Linked DNA regions of Zea mays: region 1 is linked to region 2. Evidence: chromatin contacts called from public Hi-C data. All regions are on one chromosome and are shown on one strand. Each heading gives the region's core, a stretch centred on a gene start, on an enhancer-like site or on the middle of the called end of the contact. The rest is flanking DNA. Distances are from core to core; before and after follow the strand shown. Region 1 overlaps LOC100281290 (interferon-related developmental regulator 2). Region 2 holds the start of LOC100193187.

Region 1 (4,108 bases), core at 1,524-4,023, 97 kb after region 2:
AAGCTCGAAAATCAAGCAAGAGCTGACAGCAAGAGAATTAAAATTTGAGAAATAGCGCAAGCAACAAAAATGACGTAGCAAATGCCACTGCTGTGGGTTTCTATTTATACGCCTAGTGCATTACAACTTGGCGGACCCCATTTGTCATTGACTTTCGCTATTCTAGCGAAGGAAAGGTGTTTTTTCGGACCTTCGACTTAAGGCCTTCGTTCACGTCACAGTCTGAATTCGTTGTTACAAGAACAAATTAATACTGCAAGGGGCTACTGTTGGGGGCCTTCGTCTTCCGAAGGTCCTCAAAAACACGACTAACATGCTTTCCAAGTATAATATATTGTCACAGGAACCTTCGGCCTTGAGATGAAGGTGTGCACGGTATGAAAGGCGCGGTCTGGGAGAAGGATGAACCAGTTCCGAAGCTACGAATGAAGAAGCTTCGGCTTAGCGCAGGGCAGCGATGGAGAATGGAACCGACCTAAAGGGGAATATACTGCCCAGTCCTCGACAGATTACTCCTTAGTCAGTAGTAAGTGTCAAGGACATGGATGTAATTTTACCCAGGCTGCGTCATGTGCTTATAAATAGATGAACAGTAACACCATACTGTTCAGACTCACTTGCACATTACTCCTGGATTTTCACCTTCTGCCAAGCCAAAGGTACAAATATAATTCAATATCATTAATGTTTGTTTATGGTTATATAATGAGAATATGAATAGTCTAATGATTTAATATTATTGTTTATGTTCTTTTCCATGTTTGATATGTCCCTGCCCTTATTATTACATGTTGTGATTATGAAGGTATGTCCTTCATAACCTTCGTCTAAAGATCATTATATACTAAAGAAGATAATACTTCGAATGACGAATGCCTTTAACCATTAACATTTGTGTTGGCTTGTTCTTAACTTATAACATTTAAGAACAAGTTCTCAACAGCATGTTTATGTAATAATATGACTATATTTGTATTTAATTATTATCATATTATTATTTTGCTTCTGTTGCAACAAACGGATAAAAGCCTACTATACAAAAACTTTTGGATGCACCGCCAGATCTTCGTAGGTACGGCAAGTTTTCGATGGCGCTGGCTACATCGTGCGTATATTTCGGTGTGGAAACGTAAAATTTATCGAATTCGATGTGGAGCTACATCATCAACTGGTTCTTTGCTGGGCTAGCGCAGTGCCCATCTTTTTCTTGATGGAGATTTTTCAACGGCTAAAGACTAAGCTCAAACCTGATAATACTAGGGAGGATTATTGGCGATTCTTTCTTTCTGCTCAAGAAAGTGGGTCAGGGAAAATCCTATGCACACCATTTTCTTAAATCGGTGGACATTTGAAAAGGTCAAGGTATTGTGGAGGCATCGGCACTATTTGCGTCTGTCGATCTACCATTGGGGCACTTTATATTATTATTACATATAAGAGCAAAAGTCAGTTTCTCTCTTCCCTTTTTACGGCAGGAAAGAGAACAATAAAATTAATATAACAAGCAGAACATATAATTAACTAGGAATTATGTGTCTAGATTTGCCAAAGAAAAAACAAACAAACTGGCGACTGACAAGAGTTGATGGATTTTGGATTTTGGAAGAGGTTTATATATATATATATATATATATATATATATATATATATATATATATAAAAACTTGCAGCAAGAGCGGTAACTGGTTAGCATCTCGCTCCAGATTTGCCTATGAAAAAGGAAACAGAATTAGAGCAACTCTAAAAGATTAGCTAAAAAGGCTATCTAAATCTTACAAGATTTAGCTGCTCTTTAAAACAGATTTTACAAAAAAAAGTGTAGGCTAATCTACTAGTCTCGGTAAACCTACGGACTGAATGGAGAGTGAAGCATGCTATTCAAAAATAGAGAGTTAATGTGGAGGGATAGAGAGCCATTAAATTTGAATAATCATTTACAGAGTTATAACATCTTCAAGAGACTAGCTAAATGACTCATCAAACTAAATTTTAGCTACTTAACAATAAAATAAATCTATAATAGACTAGTCTTCCAACTCACCAAGCCATCTAGCTCTCTAAATTAGCCCCCTCTATAGCTAAATTTGGCTAGCCACTCTGACTAGCCAAGCTTACTTACCTGTTGGAGAGTCTGGTGGAGTGAGATGCTATATATAAAGTTTAATCTTTATAAAAAGGTAAATAAATGGTCAAATAGGGAGTAAAAATACATAGTCTCTTCGAGACGCTCTTAGTCTATTGGAGACACTTTCCTTCAAATATTAACTAAATTTATCTTTATAAAATCATATACCTGATCTCTTCAAGTTGCCCTTAGCTAGCTAGGTTATTCAGTTGACACCAGCTGAGCTGCCAGCGTGGGGGCATGCAGATGCACCTAGATCGATGGAATGGAAGCATACGATTCCTGTGCCGTACGACAATGACCAAGAAGAAGCACACGAGCGTTAAGTACGTCCTATCCTCAGCACACGAGGCATTATTATTGCCGAGCCCGCAGACGCCGGCCGGGCATCATTGCAACCGCCATCTCGTTGGGGTTAGGGTCGTGATTCGAAATCCATGCACAGTTCATCTAATTTAATCAATATTGTTGTTTCCAAAGAAACGGAGGGAGAATGGACAAGATAAAAAGTTCAGGACGAAAGAGAGCGAACGCATTTCGAAATCTCTTGCAGACCAATTATTGCGGCTAGAGGAAGAGTTCGCCAATTATTGCCCTTAGGCTAGACGACCTCTGTGTTATTCACAATCACCTCATATCTCTACCCTATGGAACTGTACAATTGTGATTAACTGAACTCAAGATCTCCTTTGCGCATGCAGAGGAAACACTAGGGAGTGCAGGGAACATGGCACTTTCTACAAAACTCAATAGTATTTCGGAGCAATTTCAAACATGTCGCTGTAGTACCGCCACCGGAGCAATACACCTCAAATGCATCAATACCGTCACATACACACACAGCACTCACCATCTGGTAACAGTTCCACTGTACAAAACTCCAGTCTTCCGGGTAGGTTCTATCCATATTGCTCGTTCAAGATATTCTGCTGCTTCCTCTCCTGCGCGCGGCGGCGTGCAGAACGATACAACTGGGAGTCAATCAATGTAATCTGATTTCACCGCCATAAACTATGATAGAACACGCATATGCTCACCTGAGCTAGACGACGCTCTTTATTCAACTTCAGAGCTCTTCCTTTCTCTTCTCCAGATCTGAACATTTTCTGAACGCATGCAAACAGATTCTTTAGAGAACTGTCGCTATGCCCATGTCTTGATGCCTATCTTACTGGTGACTGTTTTTTTTCCCCAACCAACTTAGAAATGATACAATATAATGTGCCCAATACAATCCAATAGCTATGAAAAGGTTACCTTTTCGGTGGCTGACATGTTTTCAGTACGATCAATTTTGATGTCAAAGACCTCATGCAGCAAATCGTTGTCCTGCACAGACAAAGAGAAGCTTTAACACTATTATACCAAAATACAGTATTCCACAGAAATATCAAGTTCTGCTTATGATAACCTGTGAATGCTTCAGGAATCCCCGCCCAAGAAACCGCCTCATATAGTTCAACTAAGAAATGAACAACAAATCTCAGAAAAACTTCAAATTCGGAGCACAGCATTTTGAGGAAATGAAAATCAATTCAAGAAACGGACACCTGTATTGATTCACGCCATGATGTAACTCTTAAAATGCCATTCTTGCCTGAAATCCTAAGTGATTCTTCAGGGCACTCACCACTCTGGAGAAAAAAAAAATCAGTTCTGGTCTTTCTGAGATAGAAGAATTCAAGGAAAGAGAATTAAATAAACCTACACCTTAATAAAATCTGAGATTCGTTGGAACAGGTCTCTCTGATCATTAAGATTTTTCTTGTCAGCACCCCTGCCCCCCGCCTCCATAGATAGACTATAGACTAGACCAGATAGTTTGGCCTTCAATGCTTGCATATTCAAGAAAAGTTGATGCTTAGAACCACCAGCCTCTCCAGTGTAACTGTCAACATCAGCTTCGTCACTAGAGGAAACATCAAACATTCTTAGCTCAAAACACAGAGCTAATGCTTCACCAGCAGCAATCCGCACAGCACG
Region 2 (4,379 bases), core at 899-3,398:
AACTCTAAAACAAATGCACTTGTATCTATATAGTAATACTCCGTTCTCAATTATTTTGTCGCCGGCTAATTTATTTTCAACTAAAACGTGGTAAATAAAAAAAAAAGAAGGGAGCAGTATAGGACCACTTAATTTTAATTGTCTTTTTTCTTATTTATCTATTCTCGAAGCACATCAATTACATTCTAGAACAATTATATATATTTATAAATGCACTTAATTATATTTTTTTTGGATGGAAGAAGTAGATTCCGGTACTGCTTCTATATACGAGTTGAAAACAGATTTTTCCCGTACGTACGTAGGCCTACGTAGACGAGTGAGAGTAGGGACTAGGGAGAGTAATCCCGTCCTCCCCACGCCGGCCGGCGTCTCCCGTCCGTCCAATGAATGTCACGCGGCGACACGGAGATGAGGGTGCATTGTGCGACGTGCCCGCTTTTGTCCTCGTACTCTCGGGTACAAAACCCCGATGGACTTTGGAGCACCCATGTCGGCCACTGTCGCGTCCGGTATCTCTCTCGTCAGGGCACGGGCGCACGGCAGGCTCGATCGAGTGGCGCGGCGGACGAGGCGCGAGCGCGACCCGCTGCTGCCTCTGCGTTGATCCCTCGTCAACTCCGTACCCGCGAGACGCGGGGCCGTGCAGCGCTCCAAGACCATTCCCCTTCTTGCCCCCGGCGCGAACGCATCGAGACCGATCGTCACCATCCCGCTGCACACGTCACTGTTCGCGGGACGTCATCGCCAATTATCATGTCAATCACAACAGTAATAAACCACACACACACCAGTTATACGTACAAGCACAAACGCACACAGTCGGTCGGTCGACCCACCGAAGCTCAGATGTAGTGGTGGTGCTATAGTATTTTATTTATATTATAGTAATTGTTCAATAAAGGAGAGAAGGGGAAAAAAAGAACAGGGGGAAAAAACAGTTATACTTTGGTGGGGTGGCCACCGGCGCTCTCATAGTCTCATCTTCGCCCACACGCAAACGGGGCTTCGAGGCCGGCTCCGGCTGCTACTGGTAGTTTCTTTTCTACTACCGCTACTACGCAACCAAAAATAAAATCTAAGGCCGCAGCCAGAAACGAATGAAAAACGGCCTTGCCGTCGCCGGCGACGAGAGAAAACGCCTGGCCGCCGGGACAGATCGTCCAGACAAAACATCACATCACACGGCGGCCAATCAAGAGAGCCGCTGCGCGTGTGGTTTGGTTTGGTTTGGCCTGCGTCGTCGACCGGCGGCTTCATCAGGCAAAAAGGTTGAGCAGCACGGGCTCCCTGTCGCCGCCGGCCGTGGTCGTGACGGACTCGTCCGAGCTCATGGACGGCGTGCCGGGCCGCAGGAGGGGGGCCCTCCTCCCGTCCGCCGTCGCCGGCGGGGACCCGGGGCTGCTGCTGAGGCACAGCCCTAGGTCGCAGTACGCCGCCGCCTCCGCCGCGGGCGGCGCCCCGGCACCGGCGGCGGCCTTCCGCGCCCGCTTCGCCGTGGAGAAGGTGGACCAGCCGCCGGCGCGCTTGTCGGTGGCGGCGGGGGGCCCGTACAGGTGGCCCGTCCCGGCGCCAAGCTCCGGCAGCGGGCCGATGGCGCCGCCCCGCAGCACGGTGTCGACGGCGGCCTGGCAGAGGTGCCAGTTCCCCGTGCCCAGCAGCCCCACCGCGCCGTGCACCGGGTTGATGGTCCGCCCCGCCGCCTCGTACAGCAGCGACTGGAACAGGGCTGCGAGGAGGTGCCATGGACCACAGTAAGCCTGGTAAGCAATAATAAGCTAGCTAGGGATCATGGTCGGTGTGTGATAGTTCATGCATGGGGACGGGACGGGACGGAAGCGTACCGGGCCGCTGCGCGTCCGGGACAGCGGAGATGAAGGAGAGCAGGCCCGCGCGGCCGAAGAACTTGGCGACGAACACGGTGGCGTGGCCCTGCGCCTCGGCGGCGTCGATCCACTGGAGGCAGGGGCGCAGCACGCAGGCCTCGCTGCAGCCTTTGCGCAGCACCCGGCACCCGTTGCAGCTCATGCTGCTACCGTCGTCACGGCCCCCCCGTCCTAGCCAAGTACTCCTACTCACTCACTAGTAAGTAGATGCTACTACTAGGCTAGAAGATCTCTCTTCTCTCTGCTGCGGTGCTACCACTGCGAGACGGAACGAAGAGAACGGCTGGTTCGCTGCCGGGGAAGGAGATATATAGGCCCCTGGAGAGTGCTGGAGCTGCACGAGCAACCATGGTTGGTTAGGTTAGGTAACCAGAGGCTTGGACCGGGGTCAGACAGAGAGGCGGGCCCCGCCAGGTGGTGCGGTGCGGTGAGGGTGTGTGTGTGTCGTGCGAGGAAGTTCCAAGGTCCTCGGGTGCGCGGGGGGCGGCTCCGTGTCTCCGCGGCCGGTCGGGCACCCGCGGGCCGTCGGATCGCGTCCTCCTCCTGGCCCTAGGGTGTGCGGAACGGTTCCACCACGCGTTCCGGGGCGCCGCGCGTTCGCCCCGTCCGCCGCTCGTCGCGTCGCGTCGTGGGCGGGCGCGCGGTTTGCCGCTTCTGCTGCCCCCGCATGCCTGCGGCTGGATGGGCCTGCTTGCTTTTCCGTGGGGTGGGGCTGCGGATGGGACAGAGACGGGTGCGTGGATTCGCGTGTCGGGCAGCCCCGGTGCGTCTGACTCAGCGTGCCGTGGATTCGTGCTCGCCCCTAATGCCCGCTGATTGCGACGCACTCCGCCCCTTGTGCTGCAGCGACAGCTCGACCACGTCCAATTTACGGGGAAAAAAACAGATCCAAAGCTAAGGACGGAACCCTCGAGTTTTTTTTAAGAATCTGGCTTTCGAAAACTGGATTGAGTATAAACAAGTTAGTTTTTGTCTAATTTCTAGCATCTCCAACAAGATGCTTTAAAATAGTGTCCTACAAATTAAAAATATTGCTCCATCTGTCCTAATTTAGAATTCGTTTCACTTTTCTTTACTAATTTTGGCTGCCTTGTCTTATTTAGTTTTTTTATAAATATGAAAAATTCAAAGACATATCTACAATATATTATATGCTAAACGATACCACATTAAAAGCTAATAATAATTATAATTTTTTTTCCAATACGACGAGCTGGTCAAACTCGAGGTAAAAAATAAAATGAATTATAAATTGAAACGGATTGAGCACATCATTTTAAAGTGTTAAGGGCACTAAAATAAATTGAGTTCCAATAGTTAATATAAAGAAATTGTTGAGAATGAAATAGAAAACGAAGATATGACATTGATTTGAAGTGGAATACATTTGAGTCACTTCATGGTGTGTTTTATATTTTTTTAATAAAAAATATGTAAAATAAGAACGGTTGGAGCCATTTTTATGAGTTAAGACAAATATTGTAAGATATTATATGCAAAAGGTGTTTTTGTGACCATACGGGTGGACTACTGTACATTGCACCTATATGGTCACTACAAACACTGTTTTGCATTGTTTTATATAGCAGATTGCGCTGTTTATATAGTGTAATTTGAATATGAGTATATGTATAGATAAGCTGCTAGAGAGGATATTAGGGTAACACTACACCCGAGCGTCTTACCATTGAGCCAGGCTCGTCCGCAACCCAAATGAATTCTAGATTCAGATTCACTCCTTGCACCCGTCAGATCAGGCCGTGTAGGAAACTTGGCATCGTGTTTGGTTTCACACCCCCCTCTTTTCTTCGGTTCTCTCGTTAATCTCACGCACGTACGTTAATCTCAGACGCCTGTCCTAATTGGTGGTCGACACATGGCAAGGAGCTGTAATCTTTGTTGCGAGTGGACTAGCTGTAACGTATGTGTAATTCTTATCTGCGCGCCTGCATGGTAAAATATCATTCTTCCGGCGCTACCGAAGGAGCCTAATTAAAGAGGGCAGCGGGGAGGGAGGGATTAATGTGGTTCTTGTCTTGTTATCCAAACAAGCTAGCTGTGTGTAACTTTTGTATGCTTCTCTAATAAACTGAAACACCTTCGCTCCGATCCATGCATTGATGTAGCTTGTGTTTTTTTTTTTCACAGCTTGCCTAAGAAGTAAAGAAGAGATCGTATGTATATAGATTTACATCTTCTAGTTACCGTAAGCCTGTGACACAAACATAGATGTCATCTCCAAAAAAAAAAATGAAGAAGATGTCTAACATTCTAGAAGAACGATGAGAAGTTTACTTTTTTTTTTCTTCGTTTACTCCTATGTTATACTGTGGTACGGTCGTCAGTATATATTTGCCACATGATTTTACCAATATCATCTAAGTCTATTAGGTGGTCATCAGCATCTCCATACCCTCTAAACTCCAGACTCTTCTGGTACTTCCTTAATTCATTACTAGAACCCAATTAGCTATAGTCGATTATTGCCAGACT

What was found. Hi-C and Micro-C count contacts between places; a contact is called where the count stands out from the background.
Region 1: a Hi-C map of leaf shows a contact between it and region 2, with 4 times the contacts expected there. The contact joins the enhancer-like site here to the promoter of LOC100193187 in region 2. A contact is called at or near these places in 6 of 25 Hi-C or Micro-C datasets (bundle sheath, ear, endosperm and 2 more).

The regions. Positions count from the first base shown.
Region 1 is chr1:77,962,673-77,966,780 of Zm-B73-REFERENCE-NAM-5.0, forward strand. It overlaps LOC100281290 (interferon-related developmental regulator 2), which reads right to left. Exons shown (of 13, transcript NM_001154208.1): 8 at 3,836-4,108; 9 at 3,676-3,759; 10 at 3,537-3,587; 11 at 3,383-3,454; 12 at 3,163-3,231; 13 at 2,638-3,066. The coding sequence ends at 3,025. Among protein-coding and RNA genes, the nearest start is that of LOC100281290, 12 kb to the right of the region's middle. Within about 2 kb of position 2,774, at least 5 of the 20 cell types and tissues checked have an H3K27ac peak or open chromatin away from gene starts, as enhancers often do. A contact at or near this core is called in ear and leaf, where this site is marked.
Region 2 is chr1:77,866,447-77,870,825 of Zm-B73-REFERENCE-NAM-5.0, forward strand. It overlaps LOC100193187, which reads right to left and starts at 2,149. Exons shown (of 2, transcript NM_001138342.1): 1 at 1,845-2,149; 2 at 754-1,778. The coding sequence starts at 2,028. The coding sequence ends at 973.